Regions from separate parts of the Mus musculus genome. Here region 2 is linked to region 1. Evidence: chromatin contacts called from public Hi-C data. All regions are on one chromosome and are shown on one strand. The core of a region is the stretch at or near the end of the contact, and the rest is flanking DNA. Distances in the headings are between cores, read along the strand shown.

Region 1 (4,637 bases), core at 1,171-3,670:
ATTGGCTGTTGGTTTGAGGTAAATGCTTTTATGATAAAAAAGAAAACCAAATAATTAACAATATCCTGATTTATTAAGGGTACAGTTAATAAACAATTTCGAGGCTTCATGTTGAATAATATTTAATGTCTTTGATCACATTAGAGACAACTGTGTGACTTTAGCATTCACATGAGGCAGCTATCTGCTTTTTTAAAAGACTTCGAAGAAATCAGGTTGCTGTTGTGTTTCTCTGACAGAGCTGATTTTATAATTAGAAACTGTATATATTGATGTTTCTCAGATTAAAATAATACATTTGGTTGATCAAACCAAACCAAGCCTACACATTTCCTTTTTCTCTTCAATCCACATGCTTAGACGCCTCTCTCCTATCATTTTGACTTCACAATTCGGTTCACAGCTCAAACTAACAGGAAAGAATGAAAACAGTGTGTTGGAAGCCAAGCAACCCTATCCAGGCCGAGCAACCAGACTTACAAACAAAGCAGCTGTTCCTACGCACGCTCCCTGCAAACAGCTTTCGAAAGTTACATCCAACGAGGGTCTGCAAAATGTGTGTCCAAATCAGTTATCACCAATCCAGTTTGCATTAAGAAAACATATACTGAAAAGCAAACGTTTGTGGTTTGCTGAGAATTTTTGCACTCATACACAGAAGGCAAATTCATTTAGATTTTCATTTTAGGGCACCTATCAGTAACGAGTTTGTCTACCAAGGTTTAGTTTCGGAAAGGAAAATGAGGAAAAGGCCAAGACATTCTAAATGCTAACACGTATCATGTACGTGGTCTGTTCCCTGACATGTTTAAGGAATCAATCCAAAGCCTCGACCTTGGCATCCCTGTCTACAGATAGTTCTTTAAAATATTTTCCCAATATCTTCTATTGTTGTTGATTGATATAAATTTAATGATTTTTTTTAAACATAGCTTAGGTTTTGTTTGAAAACAATTTTAAAACAATTCTTCTGTTCAATTTTTTTAAACATATAGACGCACATGATATCCTATACTTTTAAAAATCATTTCTATAACTGCATAGATAATCCTTTCTGGTGCTCACTGTTTTATATTTGTATTCTCTCTCTCTCTCTCTTTTTCTTGATTGGTGGATATCACGGAACTAACCCCTTGGATGTGACATTTTATACTTAGCTGTATACAAAATATCTTTTGGTTTTATCTTTGCTAATATTTGAGAGATATTTTAAAGATTATTTTACTCTTCTCAGTTGCTGATTTGAGTGTTTAAGTTTATATATTTTCAACCCTTTACTGTTTCCTAATAATATTTAAGACTATAGAACTTTTAGGGCCACTTTAACTACAACTGATAAATGTTTATATGTCACTATTACAGTAACATAGCTCCATAGTTTCAGCAGGGCTGTTTGGTTTGGCTTTGGGTGCATGGGTGGGAGTGGGGAGTGCTGAGGACCGACCCCCAGGACCGCATACAAGCTCAGGATGCAACTTTACCGGTTTTAACTGCAGTTTTATTTTCTCTTTAACCTGGAAGCTATTTAGGCCAGTAAACTTTGTTTAGAACCATTTTAGATTAAAAAAATTAAGCAAGAACTATTATAGATAATATAGGTATTATATGTACTATAGACAATATATACATTGTATATATATATGTGTGTGTGTGTATATATGCATATATATATGTATATATATATATATATCTTGTATGTCATCCTACTTCCTGCCTTTAACCCAGTGTCACTGCTATTGACGTTAGCATAGATATAACAAATCTAGATCTTTTTATTTTATTAAGTCTTTAGAAGTTTTTATTATTTATTTGGCTTATCTCTCCTGTAGTGCCTGTTAGGCCCTTTCCCCTGATAACTCGTTTGTCTTTTTCTAGTTCTTTGGAGTATACAGGGTCTCACCTTATTCTGATTCTCTAGCAATGGAATTACAAGAGCCCCATCACCATGCCTTCTTATTTGTTTACATGAGCTCTGGAGATCAACTTGGGTTCCCAGGCTTGTAAGGAAGTGCTTTATCAGCAGAGCTAGCTCCCCATCCGAAAGTTTTCCTTTCCTTTCTCTTCTCTTCTCTTCTCTTCTCTTCTCTTCTCTTCTCTTCTCTTCTCTTCTCTTCTCTTCTCTTCTCTTCTCTTCTCTTCTCTTTTCTTCTTTTCTTCTTTTCTTTCTTTCTTTCTTTCTTTCTCTCTTCCTTTCTTTCTTTCTTTCTTTCTTTCTTTCTTTCTTTCTTTCTTTCTTTCTTTCTTTCTTTCTTTTTTGTCTAGATCACATTTATATATTTACTGGGTGTGATGATCAGACATACCTAGAGCATGTCTGCTTTTTCCTCCCACCTTATCTGTGGTCAGACTTAGTGATGAGTGTCTTTATAGACACTGAGCTATCTCATCCCCCTCTGGTTTTCTTCTTAATGAGGATGTTAACTTGTATTCATGGTTCACTGAGCGCCTTTTTAAAGCTACCTGGCCTTTCATGTGTTGCAATGTTGCTTTCACTAACCTCTAAGAAAATCTTCTTTGTTTTGTGATTTCTTTTCTGGCTCACTGGTTGCTTTAGAATGTGTTCATCTTCACAGATCTGTGTCTTTTCCAGTTTTCCTTGGATTATTGACTTCCATCTTCTTTCTATCTTAGTTGAAGAAAGTATTTCATATGACTTCGGTTTTCTGAAATACAGTGAGACTTTGGAAGGGGCAGCATTGGGTCTATCCTGGAGAAGAGTCCTTGTCCACTTGAGGAGAGTGTGTTCTGCTTCCTTTTGGCACAGTGCTCGGTTGACTCGGGGTTGGCCCAGTTGGCTCACAGTACTGTTTCAGTTGCCATTTCCCTATGCTCTGTTTTTCTGCTTGTCATCAAATGTGGCGTAATGAAATCTCCAAGGATTGTTGTAGTCTATTTCCCTTTTCAGTTGTGTAAATGTGCTTTTCAAATTTCTTTAGGGCTCTCTTTTCTGTTTATATGTATAATTGTTATATCTTCTTGGTGAATGTTTTTATAAATGTATATGTATAGGTTTTTTTTTTGTTGTTGTTGTTGTTTTTTGTTGTTTATTTGTTTGTTTGGTTGGTTTGGTTTGGTTTGGTTTGGTTTGGTTTTTTTGAGACAGGGTTTCTCTGTATAGCGTTGGCTGTCCTGAAACTCACTCTGTAGACCAGGCTGGCCTCGAACTCAGAAATCAGCCTGCCTTTGCCTCCCAAGTGCTGGGATTAAAGGCATGCACCACCATCACCCGGTTGTATGTGTATTCTTATTGTTTGTCTCCTATGGAGGGTTTTTTATTCAACACATATTCTGTCTAATATTAGTACAGTCACCCATCTCTCTTTTGATTACTGAACTCAGAAATATTTTTTCATCTTTTATCGTTATTATTTTATCTTTGTGTGTTTTTGTACAGCATATATATGCTTGGGTGTGTGTAAGCATTTCCATGTGTGAATTCACGTGCATGTACATCATGGTGCACCTGTGGAGGTCAGAGGTCACCCTCACATGCCAGTGGTTCTCAGCTTCTTCCATCTTTGAGAAAGGTGCTCTTAGTTTTGTTTCTTTCCCACTGCATAGGCCAAGTTACAGGGCCCCTGGTTTCCAGGGATTCGTCTCTCTCTGTCTCCCATCTCCCCATAAAGATGTTGATATTATAGACATGTGCTACAGCATCTGGACTATACAGCTCTGAGGATTCAAACTTTGAGCCTCATACTCGCATGGCAAACTCTTTATATGCCGAGCCATCTCTCCAGTCCACATCTTTCACTTTCATTGATGAGTGCCTTTTCATCTGAAGTAAGCCTCCTCTAGATAGCATAGTTTAATCTTTGCTTATGTTGGATTTTTCATTGTCCAAGCTCTGCTTTCTATCTATTTTTAAGGTAATCACTAATAAGACGTGCCACTTAATGAATGCATTCTTTATAATGTATTTCTTTTTTTTTTTAAGTCCAAAGTAAAAATACCCAGGCTTAAGAATGGATGAATCATGCCACTTAAAAAAACAAAACCAAAACCAAAATAATAAAAACCCTCCAATGAACATTACTTTTTTTTAACCCATGGTACAGTCTTATGCCATAATCACTTTCACTAATTCAAGTGAGATTATATTTAGAAATGAAGTCTAGCATAAAAGTGAATGGCTAGCAAAGTTACAATAAGTTTTAAAGTTACAAAATAAACAAATGGCACGTAATCAAGAGTACAGACAACGAAGAAACCCTGTCAACCTCAGGCAGGGCAAGAAGTTGAAGCTGCTCAGATCTGATAGAATTTGTCTAGTTTGCACTGAGAAATTTGTAAAGTAAATAGAAATAATATCTCTGAGTTACTGGCAAAGAAAAGCTTAGGTATTACCTATCTGGATTCTTATAGAGAAGTTGAAATATTTCTTCATTGAAAGAAAACAATCTTTAAAGGTTTAGTAATCATTTCATGAATTCACAATAGAAGGCCTAGTTAAGTTAAAATATTACTAAATATTTGGTTGAGGATCAGTTTAGAGAAGATGGCTTTGACATTCAAAGTTCACGAGAAAAACTCAGCTATCTTTTAATTTTGCTTTAATGTCAAATTAAATAAGGCAACTTTAAAATTCAATAAAAACACGATTAGTCTGTTTTAAGAAGAATTTCCAAAATTCAACC
Region 2 (4,637 bases), core at 948-3,447, 860 kb after region 1:
CTGGTTTGGCAGAGATTGAGGCCTACCTGCTTGTATTTTTTTTCCAATTATTTTATTAATTTACATCCTAAATGTTGCCCCCTAGTCCTCTTCCTAGAGTTTTTCACCCCATTCTCTCTCCCCTTTGCCTCTGAGAGGTTGTCCCCTACCTCCCCGGTATCCCTCTTCCCTGGGCATCAAGTCTCTACAGGATTAGGCACATCCTCTCCTACTTTGCACAATGCAGTTCTCTGCTACATCTGTGCCAGGGCCTTGGACCAACCCGTGTTAGTGGCTTAGTCTCTGGAAGCTCCCACGGTCCTGGCTTTGTTGACACTGTTGGTCTTCCTATGGGGTTACCAGCCCCTTCAGCTCCTTCAGTCCTTCTGCTAACTCTTCCATAGGGGTCTCAGACCTCAGTCCAATGGTTGAGTGTAAATATCTACATCTGTCTCAGTCAGCTGCTGGTAGAGCCTCTCAGAGGACAGCCATTGTAGGCTCCTGTCTGCAAGCACAACATAGCATCAGTAACAATGTCAGGGTTTAGTCCCCATTCATGGAATGGATCCCAAGTTGGAGGGATGGGGTAACCAACACACCATCCATTTTTTTTTTTGTCCCAGAATTGTTCCTGTCTGAAAGAAATTGTTCCTGTCTGGAACAAAAATGGAGCATAGAATGAAGGAAAGGTGGTCTAGTGACCTTCTTGGTTCTAAGGTCACAGTGGTGATTCCAACATGGAGTCAGTTGTGCTAATGCCTCAGGGCCTTTCCATCAGAATGCGTTGGGGAGTGTTCTTTCCCTGTCTATTCTATAGGATGGTTTGAGGGATGTGGCATTTTTCATTTACTTCTGGAAGAATTCAGCAGCTAATCTGAGGAAATATTCCCAGTTTTCTTTCTGCCTTCTGTAGCTTTATACTTTAGGCATGATGTGATATGGAGAGATTCTTTTCTAGCTATGTGTATTTGGGGATCTAGAGTCCTACATTTGGACATCCATTTCCTTCCCTAGATGTGGAAAATTTTCTGCTATTATGTCACTGATTGAGTTTCCTAGCATTTTTTTCTTCCACATCCATCCCCTACCCCTCACATCTAAGAGATTTGAAGCCCCTAGTTATGCTCCAAAGGTCTTGACTGAAATTTTTCTGTATTGTTTCTTGACTATAAAATTCTTAATCTTATCATCGATTCCCAGTACTCTCAGAGTCTTCTGCCTGGTTCAGTCTCCTGGAAACACCTTACACTGAATTTTTTGGTGAGCAGCCAAAAAACCCAATCTATAACAACACTCAGGGACGAAAGCAAGCTACTGTAACAGCAACACCATCAAACAAACCCGATAGAGAAACACAATAAAAACCAATCAACACTCTAGTTCACCTTCAGTAATCATAGAAAAGGAAGCAGAAAAAGTAATAGGAAAAAAAAAACCACTATGAAAAGCGGTCATTAGTAAAGGTAATAACAGTAAAATAAAGAAATACAAGAGGAAAAAAAAAACGAACAAAGAAAACAAAATAAAAGATTCCAAACTAAAGAAAAACATGCAAATAAAATTAAGTAGAAATAAAAAGAGGAATTAAAATGCGAACATCAAAGGTAAAAATGAGAAAATAAAATAAAAATAATGCTAATAGATTGGGGTTTTTAAAGCAGTTTTGTTTTGTTTTTTGCTTGTTTTGTTTTTGTTTTTGTTTTGTTCTAGGAACAGACTTGGAGAAGTTTCTGGTAATCTGGGTTGGGATGTGTGTAGCGTGAGTTTTGGGCTTGTGTCTATCGTGCCTTAACAATTGGTTATACAGTCGGCTAAGGACTTGGCCAAAGTTTGTTGCCACCATCAGAGCTAAATCTGCCTTCAGATTTCGTTGTCCTTCCCCCCCAACCCCCACCTCTATCCCCACCCCCACCCCCTCCCGCTTTTGCTGTTGGTCCTAATCAGCTCTGAGCTCTCAGCAAGTTGTGAGTTAATACGGAAGCCTCTATCTGTGAGCTTCGGTGTTCCCGGAGTGTAGTGGAGGATCGAGGATGCGGACAAAGCTCTAGGATCAGTGGTGGGGATACTGACCGGAAGGAATCATACTGTGCTTGCTGGTCTCTCCGCTTTCACATCCTGTTGAGCAGGAAACCACCTTGGGAGAGACAAACCTACAGGAAACAGCTGATCTTCTGGGAGTAGTACAGCCAGCAGCAAGCTCCACCCAGCAGCAGGTACTCCTCCCAGCAGCAAGCTCCACCCAGCCTGCAGGCAGCCTGTGAGGCCAAGCCATCCTTTAGCCATGTGCTCAGAGCTTTCCAGTTCTCTGATCCACAGAGGGCAGAGCTACAGGCTACTGCACAGTCCTCAGCCAACGCTCATCAAGTGCACACACATCTGGTCCTCCTCTCAACATCGTCTCTACTGAGCCTCTTACTGCTGTGCCCCACCCAGAAACCATGGCAGAATATCTCCAAGAGGCTTAGCTAGAGACCATTTCTTGCTTTCAGTTCCCTAAAATAACAGTCTCAACTAACAGGCTCTCTTTTAAGGCAGTGCCTGGCTATCTAGTACTCTGGAATAGTCAAGGGGATCAAATTCAAGAGAATTCTTCCTTAATGCTGACCTGCCAAGCAAGAAGGATCACTGTCATACTAAACTCCTGCCCTGGATTCAAGGCTTGTGAAAACTGTGAGTTAGGCTACATAGAAAAACGATAGCACATGAGCTTTCCAATTGGGTTTTTCTCCCTTGCCCTTTTCGTCCTAAAGGATATTGACTACTTCTCTTAGTTTCCAAAGAGGTTCTGCTATGGCACACACGTTGTAAGGGGGGGGGGGTACTTTAGAGTTTAGACAATGAGAAATAGAAGCTAGAGGTCAAGGATAGGGAGGGAAGAGGGGGGGGGGATAACAGTGGCAGAATTACAGTTATGAAGTAGCAAAGGAATCATCTTATGGTTGGGGGTCACCACCACATGAGAAACTATAAAAAGGTCACAGCATTAGGAAGGTTCAGACCACTGCTTTAGAGCGTACAAGCAGAGAGGTTTTCCAGGAATTTTAGAAACAGAAACGCTTGAGGCATATAACACAAGAGAGACTTGTATTTTAATCAGGTGAGATTATATTTGGCTTCTAGCTGTAGAACAATATCTGAATAACAGTCCCTGACTCAACACAGAGCATTGTTTTCAAAACACATGCATGCACATGCGCACGCGCAGGATGAGCGGGCATAGGCAGTGTTAATAACTGCGAAGGAAGTTGCATGGCCAACAGCATTTGGTATGAGCCCCTCGCTTTCTTCCATCACTATTGGTGCCGTCTCTCGGGGACCAAAATAGGTGTTTCAGCTCTAGTCAAATCATCTACATTATTGCTGTACGAAGGAACAGAGAAAGAAACTGCTGATGCCGTTTTTTAGATGTTTCCCGGGAGTGACTCCAGTACCTCCACTTAAAATCATTGCTGGCCGTCGACTTCCATGGCTTCAGCGGGGCAGTGTTCTGCCTTATTCCAGGTGTGTGTCCTGTTAAGAAGAGTATTTCTGGAGAAGAAAAGAAGAAAGGACGCCGCTGCCGAGTGAACGAATACCAGACATCTCAAGAAAGGGAGAGGGATTAAAAGGCAGTATTGTGAACTATATGGTTAAATACTTTAAACTCCACCTGAAAAGCAAAGTGAATGGCTTGAGTTAAGGTCGTGATCTATACTATATTCTATTGTCTATGACATAGAAATGAGGTTCAGCCACAGGGCCCATGTTCATTGTTCCTCCTGTTACTACAGAGGTCATTAAACATCTATTTCTGGCCCCTACTCTACACTCTTCCTGGTGAAGTACTTTCTCTTCCCATTTAATGTACTTGTAAAACAGGAAAGCATTTTATGCCTGCCACTGCTTAAAAATATTGCATTTTCCAATGGACGGCCTAAACTCTCACTTTCAAATAAGGCGTGATAAAGAGTTTAGTCATATTTACTCTTTCACCTTTCTTTGTTTTAACATCTGAGGAGACTAGGACAATTTTTAGTGCTAAGTGAGCTATCAGAACATAGGTCTTTCATCTCAGCATTTGGCATGTAGAAACATGTGGATCTCAGTTAGTTCAAAGTCAGCCTCCCCTACATAGTGACTTCTAGGTCTGCCAGGCTACCCTGTGAGACCTTGTCTCAAAAACTAAGCAAAGCCAAACCACAAAAATAAATGTTGGTGTTCCAGGGCTATTGCAGGGATGAAACGTTGCTGGTCATACAACTTTGTTAGAAATGTTAAAAATTACCTATGTCAGAGCATTGCCAGTGTGTGTATGTGGGGGGAGGGGCAGACATGAGTATACAGATTAGCTTCTCATTTCCCTTGCAGGGGTGTTCATTATATAGGCAAGAGGCAAAATAATAAGACGATGCATGTTGATTACAGTAAATCTGGAAAGGCATAAAGAAGAAAAAACAATTTTGGTCATATTAATAAGGTTCTTTCTAGTCTTGTGTACATGAGTTTGTATGAATATGAACATGTATATTCATATGTGTGTGTTTAAGAAAAACAGTATTGGCTATAAACATACAGTATTTTGGTTTGTCCTCTGTGTTCTGACTAAACCCTTTACACTTTAAAAGGCCTTTTGAAGCAGAGGGTTTGTTTGGTTTGTTGTTGTTGTTCTTAAACTGCTG

Evidence for each region. A called contact is a pair of places that touch in the nucleus more often than the background predicts.
Region 2: a Hi-C map of B cells shows a contact between it and region 1, with 14 read pairs. The contact joins two enhancer-like sites. A contact is called at or near these places in 4 of 39 promoter capture datasets (embryonic stem cells, liver and pre-B cells), 1 of 484 Hi-C or Micro-C datasets (B cells) and 2 of 9 other capture datasets (embryonic stem cells and liver).

The regions. Positions count from the first base shown.
Region 1 is chr2:61,580,326-61,584,962 of GRCm38.p6, forward strand. It overlaps a transcript of Tank not described here. Among named protein-coding and RNA genes, the nearest start is that of Tank, 10 kb to the right of the region's middle. Within about 2 kb of position 2,421, at least 21 of the 459 cell types and tissues checked have an H3K27ac peak or open chromatin away from gene starts, as enhancers often do. A contact at or near this core is called in B cells, where this site is marked.
Region 2 is chr2:62,439,049-62,443,685 of GRCm38.p6, forward strand. No RefSeq gene overlaps it. Among named protein-coding and RNA genes, the nearest start is that of Gm13561, 14 kb to the right of the region's middle. Within about 2 kb of position 2,198, at least 112 of the 459 cell types and tissues checked have an H3K27ac peak or open chromatin away from gene starts, as enhancers often do. A contact at or near this core is called in B cells, where this site is marked.